Linked DNA regions of Mus musculus: region 2 is linked to region 1. The links are chromatin contacts, called in public HiChIP or PLAC-seq maps. All regions are on one chromosome and are shown on one strand. The core of a region is the stretch at or near the end of the contact, and the rest is flanking DNA. Distances in the headings are between cores, read along the strand shown.

Region 1 (5,980 bases), core at 1,957-4,456:
TCTTTTTTAACAGCACAAAATGTTAAATTTAAAGAAATAAATAAAAACTGCTTATCAAGTTGTAGCCAATCACAGGCCTTGAAAGCACAGAACCCCCTCTGTCACACAGTAAGTCGTATGGTTATTCTAATGCCCTCGGGTCATCTTGGACAATTTATAAGTGTGGATCACTATAAAACCACTTTTTAAAAAAACCCCACAGATATTGGAATCCATTCTAGTGAGAAATAACCTTCATGATCAAATCCTAAAAAAATGCGAAGTTTCCTATAAAGTCATCTTTGAGCCAGGAGTGATTGTTTACCACTCTTAGGAGGCTAAGACAGGAGACTCCTGAGTTCAAGAGTAGCCTTGGGTATATAGCCAGAGCCTCTTTCAAAAAAATAACAAATAAAATAAATAAAGCTATATTTAAAGAAAAGACTGAGCTAAACTCCCATCCTTGGATCACCAGGGTGGCACAGCAGACAAAGGAGCTCGCCACCAAGCCTGAAAGCCTGAGTTCAACGCCCAGAGCCCATGCGGTGGAAGAAGAGAACCAACTCCCACAAGTTAGATGTGCAAAATAAATAAAATAATGGGGCTGGGCATAACGGGGCAGAGGTAAGTGGATCTCTGTGAGTGTGAGACCCTTCCAATCTAACATAGAAAGTTCCAGGCCAGACAAAACTATGTAGTGAAACCTGTCTCTAAACATATGAATGATGGATGGGATAATTAAATGAATGGTGTAAGTCCCACCCTTCGAGGCTCACATCCCTGTGTCCTTGTCAGGTGCTGTTCTGTGACCTTGAATCTCTCTACTGGATTGTCGCAGAAAGATAAGATCTCAGACGGTCAGCACTGGCCATCTTTGCTGGGGCCTGCTCCAGTGTCCTGTGCATGCATCGCTTGCTATGATATGATAAGAACATTCTACAGGCTTTCCCTAGTTCACTGTAGTTCCCGAGATGCCCCTACATATCCCAAGGGCCCTACAGACTATTCCCATGGAGTCCATTCTACATTAATAGTTTCTAGCCTTTCTTCACAGATCAAGTTAACACTAGTCACAATGTAAGATACAACACTTCTCCCACACTGGTAGTCACAATGTAGCAGATACAGCCCCTCTCTCACACTGGTAGTCACAATGTAGCAGGTATAGCCCTTCTCCCATACTGGTAGTCACAATGTAGCAGATACAGCCCCTCTCTCACACTGGTAGTCACAATGTAGCAGATACAGTCCCTCTCACACTGGTAGTCACAATGTAGCAGATACAGCCCCTCTCTCACACTGGTAGTCACAATGTAGCTGATACAGCCCCTCTCTCACACTGGTAGTCACAATGTAGCTGATACAGCCCCTCTCACACTGGTAGTCACAATGTAGCAGGTATAGCCCTTCTCCCACGCTGGTGCTTGGCCAGCAAAGGTGCCCAGGTGACGGGAAGGCAGTGAATGAACAAGAGTTTGGAGAAGCCCCCATCAATAAGTGAATTTCCCATAAATGCACCAAATGACCTGAATTCAATGTTCAGACACTGCACAGAGAATAGAATTCGTTACTTGTCTCATTGCTGTGACAAGATGCTAGACAAAAGCGAGGTAAGAAGGAATGGGTCTATTTGGACTCATGGAGCCAGCCAGTACAGCCTGTGGTGATGGGGACGAAGGGCTGCAGGAGCTCGGGATCACATTGCATTTATAGTCAGGAAGCAGAGAGAGAAGAATGTTCTCTTTCCCTTTCTATTCATGCAAAAGCCCTGTCCTAGGGGTGGTACCTCCCACAGCCAGGGTAGGTCTTCCTCCTCAGTGAAACCTCTCTGGGAAAACCCTCATAGACGCATCCAGAATCTATCCCCCTGGGGAGCTTAAATCCAGTCCACAAAGGAGACTAGCCATCACAGGAATTTGCCCAGGACCTGTCCTACTGCCCTAAGGGTATCAAAAAGTGGATTCCAGGACCAAGTCCCAAATAACTGGACTTTGTCCACACTACCTTCTTCACGACTGCCTGCCAGAGCTAATTGGATGTTGCTTTCCAAACACTGTTAGTGATACATCCTTTTCAATACTGGTGTTCATCAAACAGGCCACTCGGTTTTCTTGGTCCAGGCTGGGCAAGGTCTCCCAGACTCTACTGAGATATTCCCACTCTTTAACAAGCACCTGAAGGTCATGTGGCTTTTTTTCTCAAGAACTTATATATTGTTCTATAAAATAAAAACTTTTGGTGAAAACCACTAAAAATCTTGTTAAATGCTCATAAAATGAAACGCTAATTAAGGCAGTTATAATGAGATTCACTGTGCAGGGGCCAGGGAAAAACCTGAGTTCAACTCTGAGCTTAGCCAGCTGTCTGTCTGACCTTCAAATTATTTAGCCTTTCTAGACTCCAGTTTCCTGATCTGTTAAAAAAAAAAAGACATTAATAATAATCTCTATATTATGGGCCTAGGGATTAACCACCATAATCTAAACAATACATCAAGCTTTATGTCTGCAATTTAGTTAATGTCAAAGGACTGGTTATTATTAGCAGCCCTGATGTGTACGGCTTTGGGAGGCTCATGCTGTGTTTAAAAATCCCAGCCTGGCTTCCCTTGGTCCTCTGCTATGCTCTAAACTGTCTCCTGGTCCTGGATGGTCCCTAAAGGGTTAATCCAGCAAAGCAATCACCATGGAGAAGAAAACAAAGGAAAACAGGGAGTAGAACAGGAGAGGTCCCAGCTCAGGCCGGCTCTGTGCTGTCACTCACTCTGGAGACCCTGGCCACCTGAAGTTCTCTTTCAGGTTTAGAAAAGGGAATGTGAATACTCAGCTGTGGCATTAAAGCCTTGGCCACTCTCTCAACTTTCTCAGGGATTCTAACTCTGCAACGGCCACTAGGCACAGGGGATGCAACTTCCTAGGCAGCATCTTCTCCATTTGGTACTCTACACCCAATTTTATATACTGGTAGCTCACTGGTTCCGCAGGTTACACCCCCCACCCCTTATGCTGATGGGCTGTACCAAGTAGAAGCCCTGAGTGACTCTCGCCTTGAATTTTAGGGCCATTCATAGTGAGCAAACCAAGGAGACGTGGGATGAGGGTAAAAGGGGGCAGCAGAACCACTTACACCATTGGAAGGGATCTGGTGCTGTCTCAAGGTACACGGAGCCATGGATGGCTTTGAGCAGAGGTGTGCTTTGAAAGCAGTTAGTGCTCCGCTGCCCCAGCCCCAGTCTGCTGCTATGTTGGGCAAGTCTATAAATGGGCAGAATCTGGGACAACCAGGTCCCCACTGCCCTCAAGTCAAGTTCTGAAGTGACCAGGGCAAAGTGGTGGTGACAGAATGGTCCTCTGGCAGACAGAGACAGGAAAGTGTCACACTCTCCACTGATAACCTGCAGCTCTCTCTTGGATGGTTCTTGCCTACATTCCTGAGATGCTAGGCAAGCCCAACCTGCCCTGCATGGAGAGGATCACAGTCTACACTCCCATACACAGTCTACACTCCCATACACAGTCTACACTCCCATACACAGTCTACACTCCCATACACAGTCTACACTCCCATACACAGCCTCTACACTCCCATATACAGTCTACACTCCCATACACCGTCTACACTCCCATACACAGTCTACACTCCCATACACAGTCTACACTCCCATACAGTCTACACTCCCATACACAGTCTACACTCCCATACACAGTCTACAATTCCCATACAGTCTACACTCCCATACAGTCTACACTCCCGTACACGGTCTACACTCCCGTACACAGTCTACACTCCCATACACAGTCTACACTCCCATACACAGTCTACACTCCCATACACAGTCTACACTCCCATACAGTCTACACTCCCATACACACTCTACACTCCCATACACAGTCTACACTCCCATACACAGTCTACACTCCCATACACAGTCTACAATTCCCATACAGTCTACACTCCCATACAGTCTACACTCCCATACACAGTCTACACTCCCATACACAGTCTACACTCCCATACACAGTCTACATCCCCATACACAGTCTACACTCCCGTACAGTCTACACTCCCATACACAGTCTACATCCCCATACACAGTCTACACTCCCATACACAGTCTACACTCCCATACACAGTCTACACTCCCATACACAGTCTACAATTCCCATACAGTCTACACTCCCATACACAGTCTACACTCCCATACACAGTCTACAATTCCCATACAGTCTACACTCCCCTACACAACCAGATCCCTCTACCAGCCACGGCATCTCACCTCTCCTAACTGTAAGCTTCTAGTATTAGAGAAAAAAAAAAAAACGATGTCACTCTACCTGGCACCTGCAAGGCTCAGAGACCAAGCACATCTGGTTAAAGGGAGTCTTGGAGGCCCTCAGCCTGTTCATTCAGCCTAGGTCATTGCCACTAACAACTGCATGAGTAGCAAAATTTAGATTCTCCAGAACCCACATAAATGCCCAGTAGGCACAGCAAGCCATCTATAATTCTAGAATGTGGGAAGCAGAGATAGGTGACCTCCAAAAACAAGCTGACTGACTAGACTAGCTGTACAGCTGAGCTCTGGGTCCCACTGAGAGACCTTGCCTCAATGAATAAGGTTAAAAGCAACAGGGGAAGATTCTCTACATCAACCAAGGGTCTCCACATGTATGAGCATGCTCATCCCTGCACACACATGCAAACGCACACATACACACATGCACACTCACACACACACACACACACACACACACAAGATTCCCTATAGCAACCTAGGGCCTCCACATGCATGAGCATACTCATCCCTGCATAAGCATGCAAACACACATATACACACATGCACATGTACACACACACATGCAAACATGAGTAATAGAGGAAGATTCCCTATGTCAACCAAAGGTCTCCATATTCATGAGCATACTCATCCATACACACACAAACATACACACATTCAAACACACATGCACACACATGCAGATATGAACAATAGAGAAAAATTCCCTATATCAACCTAAAGTCTCCACATGCATGGGCATACTTATCTCTGCATACACATACATCTGTCCACACATATGCAAACACATGTGTGTGTGTGTATGTGTGTGTGTGCATATATATGGAAAAGGTGTCTGAAGCCATGTTTGATGCTGTCCTGCCTCACATGGTCTTGGGTGTTCTCCCAGCAGGGAGTTTGGTTCAGAGCCTTCCTTGCGCTCAGCCTGCGTGTTCACACCCTGCGCACACCCTCAAGCTTCCTCCATTTCCATTTCTTCTGCCTCCGGCCTAGACAGGGCTGCCCCGCCAGGGTTCTGAGAGCTCTCCCCTTCATTCCTACACAGAGCTGACACTGCAGTTCCTGTGGCTGCAGGCGCATGAGCAGGTGCATCAAGGGCGTCAGAACACCTGCCACAGCCCGGCGTTGCACTGGGCACTCGCACACATCTTGTTACAAAGCACACCTTCCGTGGGGCATGGTGATGCTCACCTGGAGTTACAGCAGTAGGAGGCTGAGGAAGGAAGGAGGGTTGCTGTGAGTCTGAGGCTAGCTTGGGCTACATAGTTGTGGGAGGGAAGAGGAGTGGAAAGGACCTGTATTGTCCTGGCCAGTTAGTGATGGGGCAAGACTCCTGCATCATTGCCAATTCTTTAAAGTATCCATCCCGGCATTTTCAGCTAAAATTGGGCAATCTGAGCACGCCCAGAGGCATGTCAGGCTGTCACTTCAATTTTTCACACAGATGGTTTGAGACTTTTTCTTTCTTTTTCTTTTTCTAAGACAGGGTCTCTCTACATAGCTCTGACTGCTCTGGAACTCATTGGCTAGCCTCAGACAAGAGGTCTACCTCTCTCTCCATCGAGTGCTGGGGTTAAAGGCAGGTGCCACAGTGCCCAGTGTGACTTTTCTTTTTCAATTATGATCTTAACCTGAGCATGTTCAGGAATGACACTTCGGCGTGTGATAAGTACAGATTCTGCCTGCTAAATAAACCCCCATGAG
Region 2 (5,747 bases), core at 2,658-5,157, 230 kb before region 1:
TCCTTGGAGAATCTATGTGCCCATAATGCTAGTATGTTCCATGTTCCCAGACCCCAGACTCAAATATCTGGGGCAGGCGACACAGCAGGCTTATGTTGGCATGGTACTGACCATACATCTTCAATAGACCACAGGTCACTGGCAAATTGAACCATGAGGTTCTGGTCTGAGAAAAGTTTTGGATCTATAAGCTCACACTTGCCTGGAGTGACCTGCTCCTCTGACAACTTCAAGCCGTTCTTGCTACCCAAGACCCTGGGATGGCATAGTACAGAAATGGGCTTCCAACCCCTCGTGCCTCTGTTAGAAATCTCCCATTTCCACCCATTTAACATTCTCTGGAGATGCCTCAGAAAAGCCCCACAGGCTAAGCACTACCTCAGCATGAGCGACAAGGGATGTCAGAACCCAGCAATCTGTCGGTTTCAATTGCTTTTCCATCTTCAGCTTTGTGCTAAAATCTTGAGGAGAGTTCCTGATAAGCACACATAGCATGAATGGCTGGCCACACAGGTCAGATTCAGACAGGACAACCCAGCATGAAGCAAATCATGTTGCCTGAATGGCTCTCACAGTGGTTATTAAGCCTACGGGGAACTGTCATTCCTAAAAAAGCATTACAAATACAAATTTTCCATGGTACTGTGGACAAATGCTACTAGAATCCAGGCTGATATAAGCCCAGAAGCCTGAATTTTATAAAGCCTCATTGCTGGATGGGGTTTCCAGAAAGTCATGTGATGTTCAGAGCATGCGCACATCTCAAGAACCTCTTTTCCCTCCATTGGGGGGTGGGGTGGGGGCTTTCTTCACAACGGGGGGGGGGGGGAGCTTGGGAAGGGGAGACTCCTTTTTGATTTCTGCAGGTTATTGATTTTCTTGATTTGCAGAGAGAATTTGTACAGGGCAGTGCATATGACGGCCTTTCTTGTTTTCTGGCTCTTGGAGTAAACTTTCTTATAAAACTTTTTGCTTTTTGTGTGTGGGCGTTTTGTCCACTTGTGCACCACATGTGTACGGTGCCTGCAGAAGCCAGAAGAAGTGGTATTTGATCGACTGGATCTGGAGTTACAGATGGTTGTAAGATGCCATGTAAGTGCTGGGAATTGAACCCCAGTCCTTTGAAAGAACAGTGGTGTCTTTAACACCTGAACCATCTTTCCAGCCCCACAAGTTAACTTTCTTATTCCCACAGTCCTGCATGGGGGACTGATCCACTCTTGCCTCACAAATGAGCCTCTTAGGTCATCAATGCCTTAGCCAGCCAAGAAGGGTGAGTGACAAGTTAAACCACTCCACACTTGCTCTCATTTGCAAGTCCTATGAGAAACCACCTTCTGTGGCCTTGGAAGCTCCTTGCCTCCTCCTCTCTGCACCTTTGGCCCCTGCACGTGGCTTTTGAATCTTTCTCAGGCTGTCTCTGAGCCTCCTGCCTGCTGGGCTCCTGAGTTCCAACGTCTGAGCCTTGGAGTTTTCTTATTTTGTTCGCCTTTGCTTTTTCTGTTCTCATTATTTTCCTTCCAGGGGTCTTGTCCTGGCCTGGACTAGAATTTCTTTCTTCTCTCTGCTTTGGGAAGTGTTTCACCAGACTAATTTCTAAGGCCTCTGCAGTGCTTGTTCCTGCGTGTGACCTGACATTCCGTTGATTCTGGCTTCTGTTTCGCTCCTTTCAATCTCTCTCTCAGTGTGAGTTCGGACATTCTTCCTCTTCACCCTCCATCTTTAGTCACATGGGCATAGATCAATAGACTCCATCCTACCAGAAAACATACACAATAAAAACAAATATAGCCTGTGAATTCTCTGATCCTAACAGACAATAAACACTTGCAGGCAAATTATAATTTTTTTTTCTCACAAACTGATGTGTCTTTGCCTCCAAGATTCAGAACTGGATTCCAAAGCAAGCCACAGTTCTCATGAGCTATGACACAAGCTATAAATAGATCAGGCTCAGTCACCAGCCTCGGTTTCCTTATCTGAAACGTGACAGGCTGGACTCAGTCACTGCTGGCTAACTCTGTCATCTTTGTCCACTGTCTGTAGATGTTGTTTTCCAGTGTGACAATACTTCCTGCCCCTGCCACCTGCCTCTGTGTGTTTCTTGATCTCTCTTCATGTGTCTCTCTTCCTTGTTCCCTGTCTCTCTGTCTGTGTTCTTCTCTGCGTCTCTTCCTGCCTTTTGTGTTGGGTTCATTTCCGTCTTTACACAGTGCAGTAAGCCACTCGCTGCCATGCCTCCTCCTGACATTCCCCTGCTGCCACAGCAGCTCTCTGCATGGTTGTCTTTCGTCCAGTGTATTCGCCATACACGACTACCAGGTTGTCTCTGCCAGACATAGCAGCACACAGCCATGAGAAGCCAACAGAGACCCTTCCCCCAGACACAAGCCACTGTGTGCCCAGATGTTCAGCTTTGTGGATTCAACTTTGTCAAACCCAGGAGGACATAGGCTTTGTCCTATTGTGCTGGCCAACAATCCTGGATGGTATCTGCAGCTAGACTCATCACCAAAATGACTGAGTAGAAACTGTCACACAACTTAATCTCGTCTCATGCTTTCTCACATGGCTCCCCTTTGACCACAGAGCGTCCTGGCAGCGGTGTATCCAGTGCTCACAGGTTAGATTATCCCATTTTACAGACAGAACTCAAGTGCAAATTGCAGAAGCAGGATCAAGACCTCCTGGTTGTTACTGAGCTGCAGTAAAAACAAAACAAAACAAAACAAAACAAAACAAAACAAAACAACCCTTGTTTTCTTAAAAGTGCAGATGCAGAAGTGGACCCAGGCTAGAATCTCCCAGAAGCCTGGTAGGGCCGTCCCAACTCCTTTCTGTTTGCAGGATCTGCAAGCAGGGCAAGGTGTTAGATACATTAGGTCCTGCAATGACCTCCACCTGTGTGGGATGAGGCTGGGCCTCAAAGTGGTACAGAGACAGCACTGAGCACAAATGCTCTGCCAGGTTCTCCCTGAGGTATCTCTCTTCCCCTACCTGTCTTCACTCTAACCTCTTTCCACTGCAGCAGACAGTGGTCATAGAGAACACATTTCCCTGTCATTCCACAGCTTCCACGATGAGCGCTAGTCTCGTGTCCTTCACTGTAAGCCCTGGTGGACACAGGCTCTGACTTGAACAGAAATATACAGGTGTTATGCTTTGAGTGTAAAGTGTCCCCTAAAGGCTTGTGCCTTTGAACACTTGGTCCCCAGATGGTGGCAATATGTTTGAAAGGCTGTAAAACCTTTACGAACCAGAAGAAAGTGGTTTGCTGGAGAGCTGGGGAATTTTAGGGAGTAGTGTTAGGTCAGGTGCCATTTTGGATCCACCACATAGTGAGCTCTAGGCAAACCTGGGTGAGCGAATGAGATTCTCTCTCTGAAAAGGAGTAAAAAGAGGTCTGAAGATGTAGCTCAGTGGTGGAGTGTTTACTGAAGGTGGGTGTAGACACACTGGGTCCTAGGCCCAGAACAGAAAACAAACAAACAAACAAAAAGAAAACAATAACAATAACAACAACAATAACAACAAAAACCTCACTTAAGATTTGGATGTTTCTGTTATCTAGTGTGTATAAATTGTGCTTCAATTTGGAATATTGATAGGTCTTTCTTTCTTTCTTTCTTTCTTTCTTTCTTTCTTTTTTTTCATTTTGAAAGGACACCTGGTCAGTTTGTACCGGGTGTTTCTAGGTAGTTGGCCTCTTGTTTGAGAATGAAATAAAACCTTGAGCAGATCGAAAAGTAGCAAGGAAGCTTTGCAGGAAGCAAAGTGACCACGCTAATCAGAAAGAAATTCTCTATGAAGAGAAAGCAGCCACACCTCAGAGCACCAGCAGGCTCAGTTCCCTTCCTCCTCATTTCTCAGCCCCCAGAGATGGCCAGCAGCCCTGTGCTGTTCCTGGGCAACTGCTGTCTCCATGGACACTCAGCCTCTTGCCCCTGTTCCCAGTCTTCTGTCTCCGAGTGCTCTTTCTTTATGAGGACACTGACCTCTGGCTTGGGTCCAGCTTAACTCATCATGACTTGGTGTTGACTGACAGTATCTATAAAGAACCTTTTTCCAAGTGGAGTGGCCTCTGAGGTCCTAGGTGGACACACCTTGGGGAGAGGGGAGACTTGCCCCCCACCCCCACTCCCAGCTTCTATCTTCTCGGGTTCTTCACCTGGTGTCATCAAAACTAGATGCAGAAGTGTGTGAAGACCACACTGAATGAGCAGCTCCTCCCTCTAGACTGGCCCTCCTACCCAGCATTCCGGAGCTCCAATCAACAGGCTCTGGGCTCTCAGCCAGGCTCCTGTCCTCGGGGATTAACTTTGCTTTGAATGATGAGCTCCAAACACTTGCACTCTGGTTAAGAGGAAACACCGCGTGACCCAGCAACCAGGAGACAAGGTTGTTAACCTCAGGAGCAGGCTCACATTCTGTAGGAGTTCCAACACTGTTGCTGGGAACAGAAAAGTGTCCCACCCCTCCCCCTTACCCAAGCCCTTCCCTCACCCCCCTCCCCGTTTGCATTTGATCTTACAGTGAAGACAGACAGTGAGATATTAGCCATGTTATCAACCGCATAGGAAATGGTCTATGTTCTGCAGATCTTACATATACACATATGTTACAGCATGAAGTGCTCCCGAGGAGGTGGTTACCAGGGAGCACTGCAAAACTCACTCAGGACATAAGAATCCGAACAAGGGAAGGCTCCACCTCAGTGCCTGTAGCCTTGGTGACCTCCCGTGGATGGTCCTGTTCTTCCTTCCTCTCTCTAGTTGCTTTCCGAGGCCCCCATCCTCATCCTAATCCCATGAGCAGGAATGAGCCAACTTTCCATGGTCCCAGAGTATGTGTCAGTCTTGAAAAGTTCTAAGACAACTGGGTCTCTGATGTTGAAGTGAGCTCTCACTATGGCCCCTCTCCGGCTCCTACCCTCACTGAACATTTTAAACGTGAAAAGTACTTATAAGACAGTCAGAAACAAACACAAGCCCTAGGCCTGTGGACCAGAAAGAAAAAAGTGTCTCTAAAGCTGACGGAGGCAGAAGGAAGTCCCTCAATCATAAGTAGCACAGCACCCGTTCCTCCAACGCACAACATCCATATAAACAGAGGGAGTGGGGGTGGTTGCCCGTGCCTTAGCGAGGCTAGCAGGGCTAGGGCAGAACTCAGCTGACCTCTTAAGGGTGTGGCCAGACTCCAAAAGCAGCTATGGGACTGAAGCATCTTCTCCTTGTGAGAGCCCACAGCCCCGTTCCCCTCCCACCCCACCCCCCACCCCCAGCACTGTGGGAGCTCAGAGCCCTATATCCTCCTCCCAACAAGACATTGTGGGAGCACAGAGCCTTGTTCCCACCAGGGCATTGTGGGGGATCAGAGCCCTGTCCTACCCCCACCCCCCCGGGGCATTATGGGAGCTCAGAGCCCTGTTCCCACCAGGGCCTAGGGCGAAGGAAGGTGTTCTCCAGTGGTCTTCACAGTGTGTGTGAGCAGGTGTCTGACTCGAGTTCAACCGGAGGATGGGAAGCATCTTCGTACCCTGGAGGGAAGGATGGGGCACAGCCAACAATAGTGCTGGGTGTAGGAGACCGGAAGCGCTGGGATACAGGAGCAACTCAGGTGCTGAGGCAAACCCTGGACACTGGATCTTGGGTAGCCAGGATGGTTAAAGAAAGGAGGTTGGGGGAGGAGGAAGGAGAGCAATGTAAGGAAGAGAAGGATGGAAGAGGGGACTTCGTTAAGAAGGAAGG

Evidence for each region. HiChIP or PLAC-seq counts read pairs in DNA pulled down with a chosen protein or histone mark.
Region 2: a contact with region 1 is called in an H3K27ac HiChIP or PLAC-seq map of heart atrium, with 4 times the contacts expected there. The contact joins two enhancer-like sites. A contact is called at or near these places in 1 of 15 datasets of contacts at CTCF or cohesin (the NIH/3T3 cell line), 1 of 484 Hi-C or Micro-C datasets (forebrain) and 1 of 115 datasets of contacts at active chromatin or transcription factors (heart atrium).

The regions. Positions count from the first base shown.
Region 1 is chr8:125,117,932-125,123,911 of GRCm38.p6, reverse strand. All of the region lies in intron 3 of Disc1 (disrupted in schizophrenia 1), which reads right to left. Among named protein-coding and RNA genes, the nearest start is that of Disc1, 67 kb to the right of the region's middle. Within about 2 kb of position 3,206, at least 8 of the 459 cell types and tissues checked have an H3K27ac peak or open chromatin away from gene starts, as enhancers often do. A contact at or near this core is called in heart atrium, where this site is marked.
Region 2 is chr8:125,348,076-125,353,822 of GRCm38.p6, reverse strand. No RefSeq gene overlaps it. Among named protein-coding and RNA genes, the nearest start is that of Gm30713, 35 kb to the left of the region's middle. Within about 2 kb of position 3,907, at least 75 of the 459 cell types and tissues checked have an H3K27ac peak or open chromatin away from gene starts, as enhancers often do. A contact at or near this core is called in heart atrium, where this site is marked.